Regions from separate parts of the Mus musculus genome. Here regions 1, 2, 3, 4 and 5 are each linked to region 6. The links are chromatin contacts, called in public Hi-C, HiChIP or PLAC-seq and promoter capture Hi-C maps. All regions are on one chromosome and are shown on one strand. Each heading gives the region's core, a stretch centred on a gene start, on an enhancer-like site or on the middle of the called end of the contact. The rest is flanking DNA. Distances are from core to core; before and after follow the strand shown. Region 1 holds the start of Oasl1 (2'-5' oligoadenylate synthetase-like 1). Region 2 holds the start of Srrd (SRR1 domain containing). Region 3 holds the start of Gcn1 (GCN1 activator of EIF2AK4). Region 4 holds the start of Srsf9 (serine and arginine-rich splicing factor 9). Region 5 holds the start of Pxn (paxillin). Region 6 holds the start of Selplg (selectin, platelet (p-selectin) ligand).

The links. Promoter capture Hi-C pulls out the DNA fragments that hold promoters and counts their contacts. Hi-C and Micro-C count contacts between places; a contact is called where the count stands out from the background. HiChIP or PLAC-seq counts read pairs in DNA pulled down with a chosen protein or histone mark.
Region 1: an H3K27ac HiChIP or PLAC-seq map of bone marrow-derived dendritic cells shows a contact between it and region 6, with 4 times the contacts expected there. The contact joins the promoter of Oasl1 here to the promoter of Selplg in region 6. A contact is called at or near these places in 1 of 39 promoter capture datasets (liver) and 1 of 115 datasets of contacts at active chromatin or transcription factors (bone marrow-derived dendritic cells).
Region 2: a contact with region 6 is called in a Hi-C map of the G1E-ER4 cell line, with 2.6 times the contacts expected there. The contact joins the promoter of Srrd here to the promoter of Selplg in region 6. A contact is called at or near these places in 4 of 39 promoter capture datasets (the 3T3-L1 cell line, 3T3-L1-derived adipocytes and liver), 3 of 484 Hi-C or Micro-C datasets (B cells and the G1E-ER4 cell line) and 1 of 115 datasets of contacts at active chromatin or transcription factors (large pre-B cells).
Region 3: a contact with region 6 is called in a Hi-C map of B cells, with 5 read pairs. The contact joins the promoter of Gcn1 here to the promoter of Selplg in region 6. A contact is called at or near these places in 1 of 39 promoter capture datasets (pre-B cells) and 1 of 484 Hi-C or Micro-C datasets (B cells).
Region 4: a contact with region 6 is called in a promoter capture Hi-C map of pre-B cells, with 2.3 times the contacts expected there. The contact joins the promoter of Srsf9 here to the promoter of Selplg in region 6. A contact is called at or near these places in 1 of 39 promoter capture datasets (pre-B cells) and 1 of 9 other capture datasets (pancreatic islet).
Region 5: a promoter capture Hi-C map of pre-B cells shows a contact between it and region 6, with 2.9 times the contacts expected there. The contact joins the promoter of Pxn here to the promoter of Selplg in region 6.

The regions. Positions count from the first base shown.
Region 1 is chr5:114,921,956-114,924,655 of GRCm38.p6, reverse strand. Oasl1 (2'-5' oligoadenylate synthetase-like 1) reads right to left here and starts at 1,416. Exons shown (of 6, transcript NM_001359945.1): 1 at 1,047-1,416. The coding sequence starts at 1,244. It overlaps Gm13822 (predicted gene 13822), which reads left to right and starts at 2,395. Exons shown (of 2, transcript NR_166682.1): 1 at 2,395-2,605.
Region 2 is chr5:112,341,731-112,344,430 of GRCm38.p6, reverse strand. It overlaps Srrd (SRR1 domain containing), which reads left to right and starts at 1,391. Exons shown (of 7, transcript NM_001359388.1): 1 at 1,391-1,556. The coding sequence starts at 1,408. It overlaps Hps4 (HPS4, biogenesis of lysosomal organelles complex 3 subunit 2), which reads right to left and starts at 1,336. Exons shown (of 14, transcript NM_001359853.1): 1 at 1,268-1,336; 2 at 1-387.
Region 3 is chr5:115,563,886-115,566,585 of GRCm38.p6, reverse strand. Gcn1 (GCN1 activator of EIF2AK4) reads right to left here and starts at 1,323. Exons shown (of 58, transcript NM_172719.2): 1 at 1,280-1,323. The coding sequence starts at 1,297.
Region 4 is chr5:115,325,923-115,328,622 of GRCm38.p6, reverse strand. It overlaps Srsf9 (serine and arginine-rich splicing factor 9), which reads right to left and starts at 1,446. Exons shown (of 4, transcript NM_025573.3): 1 at 1,124-1,446. The coding sequence starts at 1,314.
Region 5 is chr5:115,505,370-115,508,069 of GRCm38.p6, reverse strand. Pxn (paxillin) reads right to left here and starts at 1,394. Exons shown (of 12, transcript NM_133915.3): 1 at 1,202-1,394. The coding sequence starts at 1,214.
Region 6 is chr5:113,829,249-113,831,948 of GRCm38.p6, reverse strand. It overlaps Selplg (selectin, platelet (p-selectin) ligand), which reads left to right and starts at 1,448. Exons shown (of 2, transcript NM_009151.3): 1 at 1,448-1,600.

The DNA of each region.
Region 1 (2,700 bases), core at 167-2,666, 1.1 Mb before region 6:
TTAGCTCAGCTAGGGGGTAGGGGTGGCAGTTGGAAGAAGGATTTAAGGAGGAAAAAAAAATATTAGTGAGAAACTTGGGTCACCGTTTGAGTAGCCGGGTTCAAATCCCAGCTCTGACGTCAGCAGTTACATCTCTGAACAAGCCCAATGGCTACTCTCAGCCTCCATTTTAAGAGTCTTTCAGTTATCAAAATATTAAAACGTGGAAAAAATTAGGAAGAAGATACCATCCAGGCAGCCAGCACATCTAAACTTGCCACATCGGTGACTGTCTTTCTTTTGTACATGCTAGGCTTTCACTCTAGCCTTGAGCCACATCCACAGATCCCGCATTTGTGTCATCTCAATCACTTTAAAGTGAGTAGCGGACAGCAAGGAGCTTTGCCCCAATACAGCATAGCATGTGTCCCCCTAAAGAGAGTTCCCCACCCCAGTAGGTGCGATTTAACTTGACAAACGGCAGTTTTCTTACCAAAATGCAGGTCATATTAAACATTTACCACTCATCCCCAAACTCACACTCTCTCTGTGTCTCTGTCTGTCTGTGGTGTGTGTGTGTGTGTGTGTGTGTGTATGTGTGTGTGTGTGTGTGTGTTGTTCTGTGATATGTAACCTAGGCTGTGAACCAACCATCCTCTTGCTTCTCTACCTCCCACATGCTGGGGTTGCAAGAATGGGCCCCCAAGTCAGGCTCTCAAAAATTGTTATTTACAAATTACATGTCAGGATCCAACTAGAGGCCTTGCATTGCATGTGGTCACTGTAGCTCTGACATTGTGGAGCCTTTGTTAGGCTCATCTGTAAAATGGGACAAGAATGGTATCTATCTCTCAGAGTATAAGTTTTAATGATAGAATATGCAGGCTTTCCCTACCATTTTCTCCAGAGGTGGTCTTTTATTATCTTCTTTAGTAGTTCATTCTGCTCAAGGCTCGCGGGGCTGTCTCGAGATGTCAGAAGCGTGAACTAGGGATCACGAGGCGAGGGGACTCCCTGGCACTGGGGTTTGCCCTGTCCTGGCTGGGAATGGTGAAGTCCAGTCTTACCTTGAGTACCTTGAGCACGCGCACATCCCGAGCCGGGCCACGATCTTCACGGAAATTCTCCTGCCTCAGGAACTGCTCCACTGTCTGCACGGTCTCCAGGACCTCTTCTTTCCACTCTCTGGTTGGCTGCAGCCACTGAGCCACAAAGGAGTCCAGCTTGGAGGCCGGGAAGCCGTACAGCTCCTGGGCGACTGCCATGGCTACAAACTGACCGTCAGCTACCTCAGGCAGGCGCAGGGCTATATAGCCAAGCACCCATCCAGCTGCCGGTACTCACCTCCTCCTTTTTTAAGGCGGCTCCTTTCCAGCTGACCTCTGGCACCCAATGGCGGAAAGGGGGGTGAAGAGAGAAGCTTGGGAGCATGGCTCTATGGGGGGGTCCCCTCCTTGGAGATTTATTGTCATGGTAGGTGTGCCGAGGGACCAGAGGCTGGGGTTGGCCGGTCTGGACCGCCTTAACAGGGTTGGCATGGGGCCAACTTTTGTGCTGTTAAGTTTCGATTCTCAACATTTGTAGTTTCTCTTTTGTGACGTTTGTAAACTGAAATTGGCTTGAGTCTGACCTTCCAGAGACACCTTGTCTGGATGACTTAGGCCAACTGCCCCGACCCGTCATAGGGAAACTGAGGTTTGGAAAGAGAAAGAGCCTAGTCATGGCTGTGGTAAGGAATGAGGAATCTGGAATCAGAAGGACACTTTGAGGTTGTCAGATGCTTTTTCTTTATTTTATTTCAAAGAATTATTATTATATTTATATAAAAGTTAGTATATTTCATTTAAAAGATTTAAATTTTTATTTATATTTTATTTACTTTATATTTACATATATTTATATGAGAAAATTATATTTATGTATTTTGGGTTTTTTTTTAGGAGGGGGACGCATGTCATGGCACAAATGTGGGGGTCAGAGTAAAACCTGCAGGGGCCTGTTGTCTGCTTCCACCGCACGTGGATTTTAGGACCCATACTTGGGTCATTAGGCGTGGCAATATGGTGTGAAACGAGGAAAAGAGAAACTCATATGGTAGGACATGAAATATGGCGAGAAACACTGAAAAACGTGCAAAAAGAGAAACACACGGTAGGACCTGGAATATGGCGAGAAACAGTGAAAAACGTGAAATATGAGAAATACACACTGTAGGACCTGGATTGTGGCCAGCCTGGTCTACAGAGTGAGTTCCAGGACAGCCAGGACTACACAGAGAAACTCTTATCTCATAGAAACAGGAAACAAAACATCTTGAATGTGTTTGCATTTAAGCACGCAAACACCACACACACAGTCTCAATAAAACGTTTTCAAAGCCAAAACAACCCAAATGAAGGTGCCTCTAACAGAGATCGTTACAGACATGAGACCTAGCAGGGGCTGTGTAGAGAAGTGGGTGGAGCCGGGCTCTGAGGTAGTTAAAGATTCAGAGCTGGGGTTGCTGAAAGAGTTCAGCAAAGCAGAACGAGGAAGAGCAGGAGGGTGAAGGAAAGGAGAACGTTCTGGAAGCCAAGTGATAATGCTGTTTGACAAAGAGGAAGTGGCTCACTAAGTCACATGTCAGGTGAGCCCGTTCAGCCTCCTTCCCAGGGTGAATCAGAAGCGTGGCGTGCAGAGAACTTAGAACCTAGCATGATCGCTCTGCCACCTTCTGTACTA
Region 2 (2,700 bases), core at 142-2,641, 1.5 Mb after region 6:
AATAAAAAGAGTTCGGGTAGCAGATACTTCAAAGGCCTTTTTTTTTTTTTCAGCAGAAAATAGCTTTGCAGAAGGGAAACCAGACGACGAGTGTAGAAGGTACTGGGTGTAAGGGACCACACCAGTCAAATGGTCCCAAAATTAAGGAACTGGCACTCAGGAGCCTAATCAGAATGTGCGCAGCCCTTCAGAGTGCAAGAGAGAACTTTGACAGAGGGGAAGACAACTCAGTGTATCATGGAATACTCTGCCAGAAAAGAGTCTTGGCCTCACTCTGATTCTTCGCTCCTCCAAGAGAACTGTCCAGAAACAGGTGGTACAGGCATTAAAATTACTATCCACGAGGCTGAAATTTTCTGACAGTCTTATTTCACTGTGTGGATAACACTGGGAGGAAACACAAAAATAATTTAATCCTTTTCCTTGACAAGCCTTCCGTCATTTTCATCTATAGTCTTTGTTTTGTTTTGTTTATTTGTTTGTTTGTTTTTTCGAGACAGGGTTTCTCTGTATAGCCCTGGCTGTCCTGGAACTCACTCTGTAGACTCAGGCTGTCTCTGCCTCCCAAGTGCTGGGGTTAAAAGTGTGCGCCACCACCACCTGGCTTCATTAAGACTATAGTCTTAATCCCACTTTTCTGGTTAATTCCTTCAAGGACAGGATCTCTAAAGCTGGCCACAATCTGCCACCTGTGGAAATAGTACGTTGAAGTCTCTTAGGGAGGGAGCCAGGCATGGTAGTTTAGGCCTTTTATCCCAGCGCACTGGAAATAGACAGGCAGATTGCTGAGTTCCAGGCAAGCTATGGCTACAAAGCAGGACCCTCTCTTAAAAGCGAGTAAACTCTCTTAGGAAGAAGGAAGTGCCCGAGGGGCATCCCCCACGAACCCGAAAAGGCCTCTTAAATATCAGTCACCTCAACTACACACACCTCGTTCTGCAGCAAACACAGGGCGAGCACACTGTGCAGGGCATCTCTGTTCCTGGAACCACCCCTCCCATTCCCTGAGGCCTGCTCGGAGGACCTAACAGCGAGTTCTCAAAGGTCCCGATGAGGTCAGTGATTGTGTAAGGGACCTAAAGAGGCCATGACACCCTAAGAGTACAGGCAGGGGGACAGTGCGGGTGCGCGCGGGGACGGAGGGAAGTCCCTCGCTGGTCAGGAGCCCCGAACCCTGCGGCCCGATCGCGTGGATCAGGCTCGCCCGCCCGCCCGCCCACCGGGACCCCGGGCTCTGTCTGGCCGCCCGCGGGAAAACCCCCGATACCTGCGCCCGCCCGGCAGCCCCGCGATCACGCGCGGACCCACCTCCCGCCGGTGGGGGCTTGGCGATGACGTGAGGTGTGACGCAGCCTGTGACGTCGGCGGCACGGCGGCCGCTCTGGCGCACTCTGCTGACGTCAGAGCATGGCGGCGGCGGCTCTCGAGCCCTGGAGCGCGGTGGCTCCGCGGAGGAGGAAGCGCGCGGCGGGAAGGCGACCGCGGCCGGGCGAGGGGCCCCGGGCCGAGCCGGAGGCGGACGGCGAAGCGGTGCTACGCCGCCTGCGGGAGGCCGAGTGAGTGCAGCGCCGAGAGGCAACTCCAGCCTCAGTGTCCCTAACCTGGAAATGGGTGTGCCAACCCGCTGGGAAAGGCTGAGTTCTCCCTCCGGTGTCACTGTAGCAAGCTCTCAGTAAAGCTGCCATTCCCATTCGCTGCGGCTGCGGCAGTTTATCATCCTGTGTCCCTGTCTGCCACCTTTGAGATGGGGGTTTAAGCATTACGTAGGGATGCTCAGAGGATTGTGTGATGTGACTGTAGAGCACTCCCTGGCACCCAAGCTCGAGGTGGGGGAGGAGGGTGTCAGAAGGTGCTCAGAAGACCTCTGCTTTCACTGCATAGGTTAGGACAATCAAACTCAAATGTGAGGCTTGGTGGCAAGAACCTTTACCCTATAAATCATCAGCTCTGGATTTGGAGGCGGGATCTTGTACTATAGCTTAGGCTAGCCCAGCAGCCCTGAATTGGAGGATATCCCGTCTTTGCTGTGGGCCACACACCACATTGGTTATTATCCGTATTGTAAATCGAGGTTGCAGCAAACACAGATGTCAACATTTGCATCAATGGTTTACTGAGCAGCAGCTGTGTGCGCAGACTTTTGCAGCCTATGTATTTCACAGGCTCACTGGAATCCTGGGCACTCCGAGAGACATACAAAGATCATTGTTTCAGGCCCAGGCCTTGGTGACTTCAAACCCCATGCTTCCACCTAATCATTATCATGTACTCTATTATGTTACATCCATCTCCCCAGCACTTGGTCTGTACCTTCTTACAGGGCACATAGACGGTGCCCACCATACACAGGCTACACCGTGTTCTTGCCTTTTCTAGTTTTGGTCTTACAGGGCTAAGTTAGAAATGTTGGTAGCATTTTGTATGGGTCAGAAGGGCTGTGATGAGGGGGGCAAGTTACACTTAAAAAGCATTGGTGACCCAGAAGTTACCTCTGAACATAAATTACTGGCGGTGCAGCTGAGAGGACAGATAGAAGCAAGCAGTGCCTTAAAGTCTCGAGATTAGTGAGACATAGGTGTCTAGGACCTGAACTCTTCAAGGCGCACACCAGATAGTCATTGTTTCCTCAGCTGCTTCAGAATCTCCCAGAATGCCCTGCTTCTCCCAGCATCCTTCCAGGGGTGTGGTTATCACTCCTGA
Region 3 (2,700 bases), core at 74-2,573, 1.7 Mb before region 6:
AATATTCAGAAACATTAAGTAACTTCCCTTCTTAGGATTCACTAAGACGCAGCTCTGTCTAAACAAATTACCAAACCCTTTTACTGAAGACCCTTGCAAAGCATCTTTTTAATGATCAGGTTAAATGGCTCCTCTTTGGCGGGCCTTGAGGATCAAACATAAAAATCAATTAATCTCACCCCAGAGACTCAAACTGTTTTTTAAATACGTTCCTGCCAGGCAGGGTAAGCCCCCCACCCACCCATTAAGAAGCCACAGGCAAGATGGCTACAAGTTCAAAGCCAACTCACTATATATATATATTTTTAATTTGTTTGTTTCTCAAGACAGGGGTTTTGTGTGTGTGTGTGTACCCATGTCTGCCTGGAACTCCCTCTGTAGACCAGGCTGGACTGGCACTCAGAGATCCACCTGCCTCTGCCTTCCAAGTGCTGGGATTAGAGACGTGCCACCACCGCGCCACCACTACCTGGCCTTGATCTACATTTTTGAAAAGGGAGGGTGGGATGGAGACATGGAGAGAAAAAAAAATTATGTTTCTTATTTATTATTTCATCCTTCCACGAGGCTACAAAAGAGGCTGAGATGGAGAAGGGGGTAGCCTCAACGCCTCCCTGAACTGCAAGGTACCCACAGGTGTGAACGCACAACGGTGTCACGACTCTTCGCAGGTGAAGACATTTTGAGATCTCACCCAGGACCCAGTTAACACCCAGCAAACCCACATGGGACCCTACTATTTTGTCTCAATACATCTTCCCATAAAATAACATAGGATATCGGTATTATCACCACCACCAAATGTTAAAAGGACCGAGACCCTGAGGGGTGATGTCATTGATCCAACGCCTTGACGAAACCAACGAGCGGAGGCTCAACTCCGAACCCGTATGGACATAAAAAGGCTACGCTCCGAGTGTGGGCACAGAGTCGGGGGGCCTCTGCATCGCCCCGCGGGCTCCGGAGAACCGTAGCCGACGCCGAGTGTAAGCTCTGCCACCGCCGGGACCCGCACAGCCCCAGCACGGCACCCGCTACCCCGAAGCCAAGCGGATGGCAAGATGCTCGAGTCCAGGGTCGCTCTGCTCGCCCAGGCCGGCCGGAGCCTCGAGCCGCGAGCAGCCGCCGCCCCCTTCCCCCGCGCCGCCGCTTCCGTCTGCGCCCTCCGCGGCCGTGGGCGCCGCAGCCTCCGCCCGGGCAATCCCGCCGCCCCACTGCCCGCGCTCCGGGTCCGGTCCCCGCCGCCCGCCGCGTTGGCCGCCGCAGCCGCCCGCCTCACCTGCGTGTCCGCCGCCATCCTGCCGGCGCCCAGTCCGGAACCGCTTCCGGAGCGCTTCCGGGTCACAGCAGGGCCCACGCGGCAAGGCGAGGCCTGGCGCCCCCGGGCGGGAGGGCGGCCGCAGGTCGTGCTCTGCAGCCCCTGGGCGCGGGATCTCCTCGATTCGGCCTCCCCCGGACAGCGCCCTGCAGCTCTGGCATCCTTGGGGGGATCCCGGGTCCAGCACCGACACCCCCCATCGTGCTGTTTCCTAGGCCCCAGGAATGAACCCAAAGACTAGTCTCAGGCCCAAGAGGCTTGGAGGTTAGAACAGGTGATGGTGAGGTACGCGGGAGGGATGCAGGGATGACCCGGGAATTGCGTGACCTGCTGGGAGCCTCAACTGCAGACAGCTAGGGACAGGGTTGAGGAAGAGTTCGATGTCTTAGGACAATTATTGAATTTTTACTATAACTCAAGAGTGTGCTTGGAGAATGCGGTCTCCAGGCTTCTTGGCCCTCAGCAGTGGCAACTATACAGATGGGGGGCCGGGCGTGGTGTCGCACGCCTTTAATCCCAGCACTCGGAAGGCAGAGGTAGGCGGATTTAAGGCCAGCCTGGTCTAAAGTGAGTTCCAGGACAGCCAGGGCTACACAGAGAAACCCTGGGGGGTGAGGGAGGGAGAAGAAAAAAAAATATATATATACACACACATAGATGTATAGTGACGTCACAAGGTTAATGATAGCAATAGGGCATTGCATTTGATACAGTATTCACCTACTTGTTAGAGCCCATTTTTTAAATCCTCAGCTTTTCAGACTTAACACTTACTGAATGCCTATATGAACCAACATCAAACTACTATCGGGTTAGAGGTTGCAATTCTAGGGTAACTTTTTGTCTAGTTACCTGTGATGCACAGGCAGTATTTTAGCTCTTGCAGCAGCTTTTTACATAGCAAGTTATTCTAGTTTGCACCCCCGATTAGTACATCAAAGCAACCCTACATGCACACCTTAGTGGCTAGTTATTAACTGCCCCTGTATTCAAGACTTAATCTACCAAGAAAAAACTTTAGCCAGCACGTGGAAACTCAACTACACATCTAAACTACACAAACACAAGTATAACTTCATTACTAAACACACAGCAGTGACTCAATTACTGCAGGCAGAAGGCTGAGGCAGATCAACTTCTACACCAATCCTCATCTCAAAAGGCACAATCAGGCCCGAGTTCAATCACCACTCACCTGGATACTCCTTGCCATAGCTCAGTATCACCATCTCAGGCCCTCTCAGACTTCAGTCCTTAAACCACGCCTAGCTCAAACCCAGCCTTCTACCCCTGCCTCAGCCTTAAGCAACAGGGCTCTGGACCTGCATCACTCTGCCTTGGAGCAGTAAGGCTACCTATGAACAATGGCTTGGACATCCAGT
Region 4 (2,700 bases), core at 197-2,696, 1.5 Mb before region 6:
ACGAGGCGTGGCACTTGACACAGAACTTGACTATTAAAGACACAATGGCACTGTTCATTAGGGCCATAATTTTTCTCACGTTCATTTGTATTTAAAAAAAAAAAAAAAAGCTTCAGTCTATTTTTTGAGGCAAACTGCAAGACACTTAGGGGATAAGCTGGGTTAGTCTTCAACCATCGAAGTCCGGAGTACTTCTACTGTGAATCCGTAATCTCCAACCCAGGCCGGCGAGACACCGGGTCGGCAGGCAGAGATGAAGCTCTCCTCCCAACGAGGCTGAGAAGACAGGGAACAGGTCCTTACTGACCCTCCCAAGGGGACGACCGCCAACGGCGCAGAGATCTCTAAACTAAAGCATACTTTCCGGCCTCTTCCTGACCCAGGGCTCACGACATTTGCACACACACACAAAAAAAATAAAAATAATAATTAAAAAAAAAATCAAAGATCCTTCGGCGCGGGTTTTGGGGGAGCCTAGCTTTTCCACATCCCTGCTACAATTAACTTCTGGCTTCTGGCGGGGAATTAACTTCCCTCATTAGAGGGGAATGAAATCAGAGATGCTAACCCCCCACCCGTCTCTCTCTCCCGCTGTTTAATCTGATCCCCCTTTACTAGAACTAGGCTCGGTGGGGCGCCCAAGTGAGGGCTGGCTCCAGACACCCCGCTTTTCAGCCGCCCAAGGCAACCTGTGGTCCCCGCCAACGCCGTCTGTTCCCCGGTAACGGCGAGGGCCACCCCCACCCACAGACCCGAACCCGGACTCGGGAGGAGGGGGCGGGATGGGCGACTGTCGCCTTCGGCCGAGTCCTCTGCAGGGTCGGTTCGGGGGACCCGAGCCCCGCGCTTCCCTCATTTCGGGGTGCTTCCCGTTAGGGTGCTTTTCCCAAACTCGAGGGCTGGGCAGAGCGCGCTGGTTTTTACCCTCCTCGGGGGCAAGTCGGGCGGGCTGGAGCCTTCCGATTGAAGGAAGTGACACCAGGCAAAGCCGCCTCCAGCCGGGGGTGGGGGGGGGGCGCCGCGAGGGGTCAGCACGGCGGGGAGGGGGAGGGGAAGGCGCTGGGGGAGGGGAGGGGAGGCCGGGCCCGGCGGAGATGGGGCGAGCCGCCGGCGGAATCCTCACCGCGGGTCCTCGAAGCGCACGAAGGCGAAGGGCACGAGGCCGTGCCGGTTCTTGAGCTCGATCTCGCGGATGCGGCCGTACTTGTAGAACAAGTCCTCGAGGTCCTTCTCGCGCACGTCGGACGGAAGGTTGCCCACGTAGATGCGCCCGTCGCCCTCGCCGCCGCGCTCGTCCGCCCAGCCCGACGACATCCGCACCGGCCGACGCCGCGGGCCCGCCGCAGCCCACGTCCCGTCGCAGCCGCCTCCGCCGCCGACGCCGCCTCCTCAGCCCGGGGCCCCCCGCCGCAGCCTCCCCCGCGGGCTCCCGAGGCGCTCAGCCGCACTGCATTGTGGGAACGCGGCGCGGAAGCCGTGAGGAAGCGGGGGCGGGAGGGGGCGGCGGTCGGAGGATTTTTAAAGCGATCTTAAAGGGGTAGCCGCCGCCGCGAGGTGCGCTTGCGCAGAGGGCGGGGTCTCTCCCTAGAGATGCGAGCGGAAGGTTCCCGGAGGTGGGACCCGAGCGCCTCCTAAGCTGGTAGGTCACTAAGCTTGGGGCTGTCCTTCTGAGGAGAAGGACGCGGACCCCACAGAAGCCCTCAGACTGCCCAGCGCTGGGCTATCCTGGCCCTCGGTCTCAGGTCTGTAGTCGTCCCTTAGACCCGAGGTGTAAGCCTGAGATGGTCGCCAAAGCTTGGTTGTCCGAGTTTCTGGAGAATGGAGAGTGGATGCGCAAACCTTTCGTTCCAACACTCCGAACCCGGACAGAGGCAGGAGCAACTATCTCCATGAGTTCAAGGCCAGCCTGGTTTACATAGAGAAATAAAAGGTATAGTGGAGAAGAAGGTTTATTGTAGGTATGTGGGAGAGCATACTATACTCAGAGGGAGGCCATCTAGGAGAGTCCAGAAGGGGACGAGACCAGGCAGAACTGGGCCCTGTGAGGAGAGGCGGGAAGGAGAGGGGAAACAGATCCTGCAGTCAGAAGGTCAAAAGGTGTAAAAAGAGGAAGGTAGTCAAGATGTCTGGATTATATAGGGAAGAGCCTCTAGGGGAAGGGCAGCCTAGCCCCTGGCCTGGAGGGCGGGGTATGTCAGCCAAACCCTGTAACAGATAAGGACTGGAGGATGCCAGAAGCTGGAGACCAGGTCTGCTTTGGTATCTTATATAGGCACCTCAGCGGATCATCCCGGGTTTGAAACTTCACAGCTACCCTGTCTCCAAGAAAGAGAGAGAAAAGAGAATCTGTGGAGGATACGCATGTATTATTTCATATCACCACAAGCATCACTGTAGAGTTTGCCTATTTGTGCATTCTAAACTATAGAACAACCTCACCAAACAAAACAGTGAGTGGGAATGCATGCCAGTAAATCTCACTCTCCTGAGGCTAAGGTGAGAGACTTTAAAATTCTAGGCTAGCCTTGACAACAACTTACTGAGATCCTACCCTGAAAAACTATTCAAACCTAGATGCCTGGAGGGATATAAGGCAAAGATAGCAAGATGATAGAGAGCTGTAACCCTAGGCAGCTCGGTTGTTGTTTCATTTGTTCTCTGTAAGATTTTTGGATCCCAGCCTAAGGCTACACCATAAAA
Region 5 (2,700 bases), core at 145-2,644, 1.7 Mb before region 6:
CCTCCAGGATGTTACACCAGCTCCCTGATCCCACAAGGAAACTGTAGCCAGTTTTAAAAATGACCAGTCTTAACTTGGTACCCTGTGTTGCCTGAGAGGTCCCTCAGTCTTATCTAGTGAATCTGCTCCTCAGAGCCAGGGACACGGATGGCACCAGCGGTCATACAAGCCACCCACAGTCCAGAGAGTGAAGACAAGGCTCCTACAGAGAAGGGACTTTATCCCACACACACCTCCTCAGCTGAGGGGCCCTCCGGGGAGGGGAAGACAGGGGCTCCTTCACGCTGGGATTCACTGGGCATTCCTAGAAGCCTTGAATCAACCCCCTTGGGTTTAAAATCCACTTCCAGGAGAGTCTTTCCTTTCCTCTGTCCTAACAGCAGACCAAGTGTGGGCTGAAAAGAATGGCCTCTGGGCTCCAATAACACGAGGACAGTTAAAACTCTGTTCTGGGTGTCCTGTCCTCTTTACCTGTGGGGTTTCCAGCAGCTCTGATGCTGGGGGTGGGGGACCTTGCCAGCCAGGACACGTTCAGAGATGGCCGTAGCCTGCGGCCCATTCCCCTTCTCATTCCTCTGGCATGTCACCAGGGTCTGGGAACGGTGGGTGAGAGGCGGGAGTCATAAGCCACCACCCCCCCAAACTTGCCTTTCTAAGTTTAAACTTGATCTTGTAATACAGGGTGACCAGACTTGAAACGGTGTGTGGTGGGGGTTGGGGGGGGGTGTATATGCAGTACCCCCGGGGACACTTGTCATTAGAATGGGGGTGTGGTCCTCACAAGCTTTTCTGTGGGCTGTGATAGGAAATGGGTGGGCTCTCTCGAAAGGGGCTATATCCCTGAAACGGGGTGGGGGGTCTGGGGGCAGTGTGCAAAGTGGAAGGTGGCCTGGAGGGAACAGAGGGGGGTCATAGAAGAAACAGCCTCTGAGACCGAGTCCCATAGGCAGACGCTCTGAGGTGGGGGTGGGGAAGCCAAGTGAGGGTCTCCTGCAAGCCAAGGAGGTCTGCCCCGGGAGCGGGGCGCCTCTCCCAGAGGTGGGTCCCTGAACACCCAGTACGGGATCGAGGTCCTCAGGCGCCGCAGCGAAGAGCGGCCAGCACAGCCCCGGGCCGTAGGCACCGCAGCCCAGCCGGGCGCTAGGGTGGGATCGGCGGCCGCCGGGCCCCGGCCGCTCCGCCCTCCGTCTCCCGCACTCACCGAGGTCGTCCATGGCTGGTCCTCAGACGCCAGTCCCCGGCTCGATGTCGCCCTCGCTGCCCGTCTCCGGGCTGCTCCTCGCCGCCCCGCAACTTTTCCGCGTCCAGCCTCGGCCCGGAACGGAACCCGCTGCCGCGCTGCCTCCTCCTCCACCACCGCCGCCGCCGCCGGCGCGCGCGCCCGCGACAGGATAGCCCCGCCCCCGCGTGCACGCTGGCCACGCCCCGCCTCCGACCCCCCACCCCCCCAGCACGCCCAATCCCGCAGGGGGCGAAAGCTGGGCGTGGTCGTGGCGCCCCCTGGCGGCTGGACAGGCTGGTGGCGTCTATAGGCCATGAACCTCTGCGTTCAGTCTGACCCGACCTTCTGGCAGACTAGTCACTCAAGAGAGTCGGTGGCAGATTTGTCACTCAAGAGAGTCGGATTTGTCCACCTGTCCCTGTAGGTCACCTCCCAGGAGGATTAAATCGGCTTGCCTGGAGCCTTTGGACTGATGGCAGTGCTAGTCATCCCAGAATAATATCCCAGATGTAGTTTTTGTGAAACAGGGTCTCTCTCTCTCTCTCTGTCTCTCTGTCTCTCTCTCTCAGGGTCTCTCTCTCTCTGTCTCTCTCTCTCTCTCTGTCTCTCTCTTTGGTTTTTCTTTTTTTTTTTTTTTAAAGTATTCATTTGAATTAATGTTGAAACAATTCATGGTTTTTTTTTTTAAAGATTTATTTATTTATTACATGTAAGTACACTGTAGCTGTCTTCAGAAGAGGGCGTCATATCTCGTTACAGATGGTTGCGAGCCACCATGTGGTTACTGGGATTTGAACTCTGGACCTTCGGAAGAGCAGTCGGGTGCTCTTACCCACTGAGCCATCTCACCAGCCCTCTCTTTGGTTTTTCGAGACAGGGTTTCTCTGTGTAGCCCTGGCTGTCCTGGAATTCACTCTATAGACCAGGCTGGCCTCAGAAATCCGCCTGCCTCTGCCTCCTGAGTGCTGGGATTAAAGGCATGCACCACCACTGCCCGGAGAAACAGGGTCTCTTTGTACCTCCAGCCAGGCTGGAACCTGAGACCTTTGTCCTGACTGGTAACATCAGCAGTGGCTGCGACCAACTCTGGCCCCAGATCCAGTACTTTAGAGCTTATGAAACCTTTCATTTTACCCCTTTCCCTGCTTCCCCCTTCCTAGAGACTGCCAAAATTCTGCACAAGGTAGATTTACCCCACATTACAGCAAAGCAAAAACTACCAAAACTTCATTCCCGGATCCTGGCAGATTTGCCCAGGGGACTCAGAAACTGGATGATAAAAGCCTGGTGTAGTAGCTCAGGACTATAATCTCAGCTAGTTGGGAGATGCAGGCAGGTCTTCAAATTCAAGATTACACTGGACTAGAGAAAGAGTAAGGACTAAACTGGGCAATTTATAGGAAGACCTGTCTCAAATTTTAAATTTTTTGAAAACTTTTAAAAATAAATACACACACACACACACACACAAACTGAGT
Region 6 (2,700 bases), core at 199-2,698:
ACCTCACCCTCTGGCTTTTGTTTTTAAACAACTTTCATGCAAGGCAGGGTATGGCCTTCTCTCTACAAGAGTCCTGAGCCTGGCTTTGCAAAACTGCAGGGCAGACCCTGGAGGCTAATCCCTTTGTCCACTTCCAGATCCACACTGTGCATGCTTGACCTCCAGTCTTTACCTCATCTATCTCACCTCATCTCCTGCCTGACCCCGTAGCTCACCCTGGAGTGTCGCTTTTACTGGAGGGTATGTGGTCATGGTCTACCAGCCTGTTTACTGGCTGGCCTCACCATCCCATGGACAAGGGGGATTGTATGAGACCAAGGCTGCTGATCAACCTGAGATACAGGCAAAGGAAATCTGTTGGGCAAAGGAACAGATAAGGGAGAAATCCATTGGGGAATGACCCTCCCTGTCTGGCGAGTCCTTGACTGTTGGATTTTTCATGGAGCAGTTAAGACAGGGTCTTACTTTTTTGTTGGTTTGGTTTGGTTTGGTTTTTTGGTTTTTTGAGACAGGGTTTCTCTGTGTAGCCTTGGCTGTCCTGGAACTCACTCTGAGATCAGGCTGGCCTCAAACTTAGAAATCTGCCTGCCTCTGCCTCCCAAGTGCTGGGATTAAAGGTTCGAGCCACCACTGCCTGGCGAGTAACTTTAGCCCAGGCTAGCCTCAGACCCACAGTACTCTTCCTGCTTTGGCATCCCCACCACTAAGATTAAAAGTGAGAGCCACTACACCCAGTTATGTAGAACCCTGTGAGAGGAAAAGCCTCGTAGCCCCAGAGAAAGGAGGATCCTGAGGCCAAGCTGAGCTGTGGAGACGTGGAGAGGTTGGGGAGTATGCACAAGAATGCATGTGACTCACACACAAGCACATGTACAAACACACGTGTACATGCATGCACACACGTACACAAATGTGCATATACACATGTATACACACATGCACACATGAGCATGCACATGTACAAATGCATGCACATACACACATGAGCATACACATGTACAAATGCATGCACATACACACATACATACACACATGTGCACACAAGCACACACGTGTGCACACACCAGCATGCACACACACAAAAAACACTCTATGCATAAGCTCCAAAAAGGTGGGTGATTTGCAGTTCCTGCCCCTCTGCCTCCCATTCTCCATCTCCATTGAGACCCTCCCTCCCTTCTGTCTGGCCTTTGCCTCCATGGCAGGGGTTCTCTCTGGTTGCCTCTCTCCAGTTGCCCATAGAACAAGGCTGTGACTCTTCTCTGAGGTCTCATGTAGAGGTCCCCTCACAGTAAGCACCCCCCATACCTTCCTTGAACTTTCAAGATTGTTATCAGTCCCAACAAACCGCCATCACACTGCCCACCCAGCTTTAATCAGACTTGTCACCAAAGCTGTCACAAACAAGGGGGTGTGGGCGCGTCACGTGACCAGCCTGAGTAACCTCATTCTCGCTTCCTTCTTCCACACCCTGCCGTTGGGGGTTGGCGGGCAGATTGGGACCACAAGTGTCTGGCAGTGTGGACTGGGGCCCTGTCACTGAGGCAGAGTCGTTTGCTTCTGGGCCCTGAGGCAGCTGCCCCATGCTCTGTTGGGCACGGTAAGTCTGATTCGAAAAACCATGGGGAGTGGCTGGGGGCCCAAGGGACAAGGAGCCCGCCTTTGCAAGGTGCCTGGGCCCTTGTGAGTGGTGCTGACGTTCTGGGCCGAGGTCTCCCAGGAGACTTGGGCTTCTCCATCCTTAGCTGAAAATGCTCAGCTACTGCCTGTTTACCAGGCTGGCCTTGCAGTCTCTGTGTGGAGGCTCAGAGAAGCCCGGGTCCTCTGCCCTGAAACTATCCCACCCTTCCTCTCAACTGTGGGAAGCTCAAGGCCAGAGCTGAGACTGAGTCTGGACGAGTCGTGGAGTTTGTCTCAAGGTTGTTAAGGCATGAAACATTCTTTGGGATACTCTCTCTCTCTCCTCCTCTTCCCTCCCTCCCTCCCTCCCTCCCTCTCTCTCAAATCAGATATGGTCTCCATTTGTTCATAGGCTAGCCTGGAACTCTATGTAGCCCAGGCTAGCCTCTTGCCTTGGCCTCATGCTAGGGTTATATAGGGTTATATAGGTTATATGCACCACCATACCAGCCTTCTTGGATCTAAATTTTTATTTTCATTTATTATTATTTATTAACTATTATTTGCATATGAGCATATGGCATGGGCACTTGTGCGCATGAGCAGGCACATGAGTGTTATGCAGTATGTGTGGAGGTCAGAGAATAACTTGGGGGAGTCAGTTCTCTCCCACAGTGGGTTCTGGGAACTGAACTCAGGTCAGCAGGCTTCCCCAGCAAGCACTTTGACCCTCAGAGCCATCCAGCCTCCACTTTAATCCCTTTTTTCTTATTTATTTATTTATTTATTTATTTATTTATTTATTATATGTAAGTACACTGTAGCTGTCTTCAGACACTCCAGAAGAGCACATCAGATTTTGTTACAGATGGTTGTGAGCCACCATGTGGTTGCTGGGATTTGAACTCAGGACCTTTGGAAGAGCAGTCGGCAATCTTAACCGCTGAGTCATCTCACCAGCCCTGCCTTTTTTTTTTTCTTAATTAAATCAGATTGAGAAAACAGTACTTGTTCATAGGAAATTGTTTTTTTAAGTTGGTATTATCATTATCATTGCTATTATTTTATTATTATTATTAA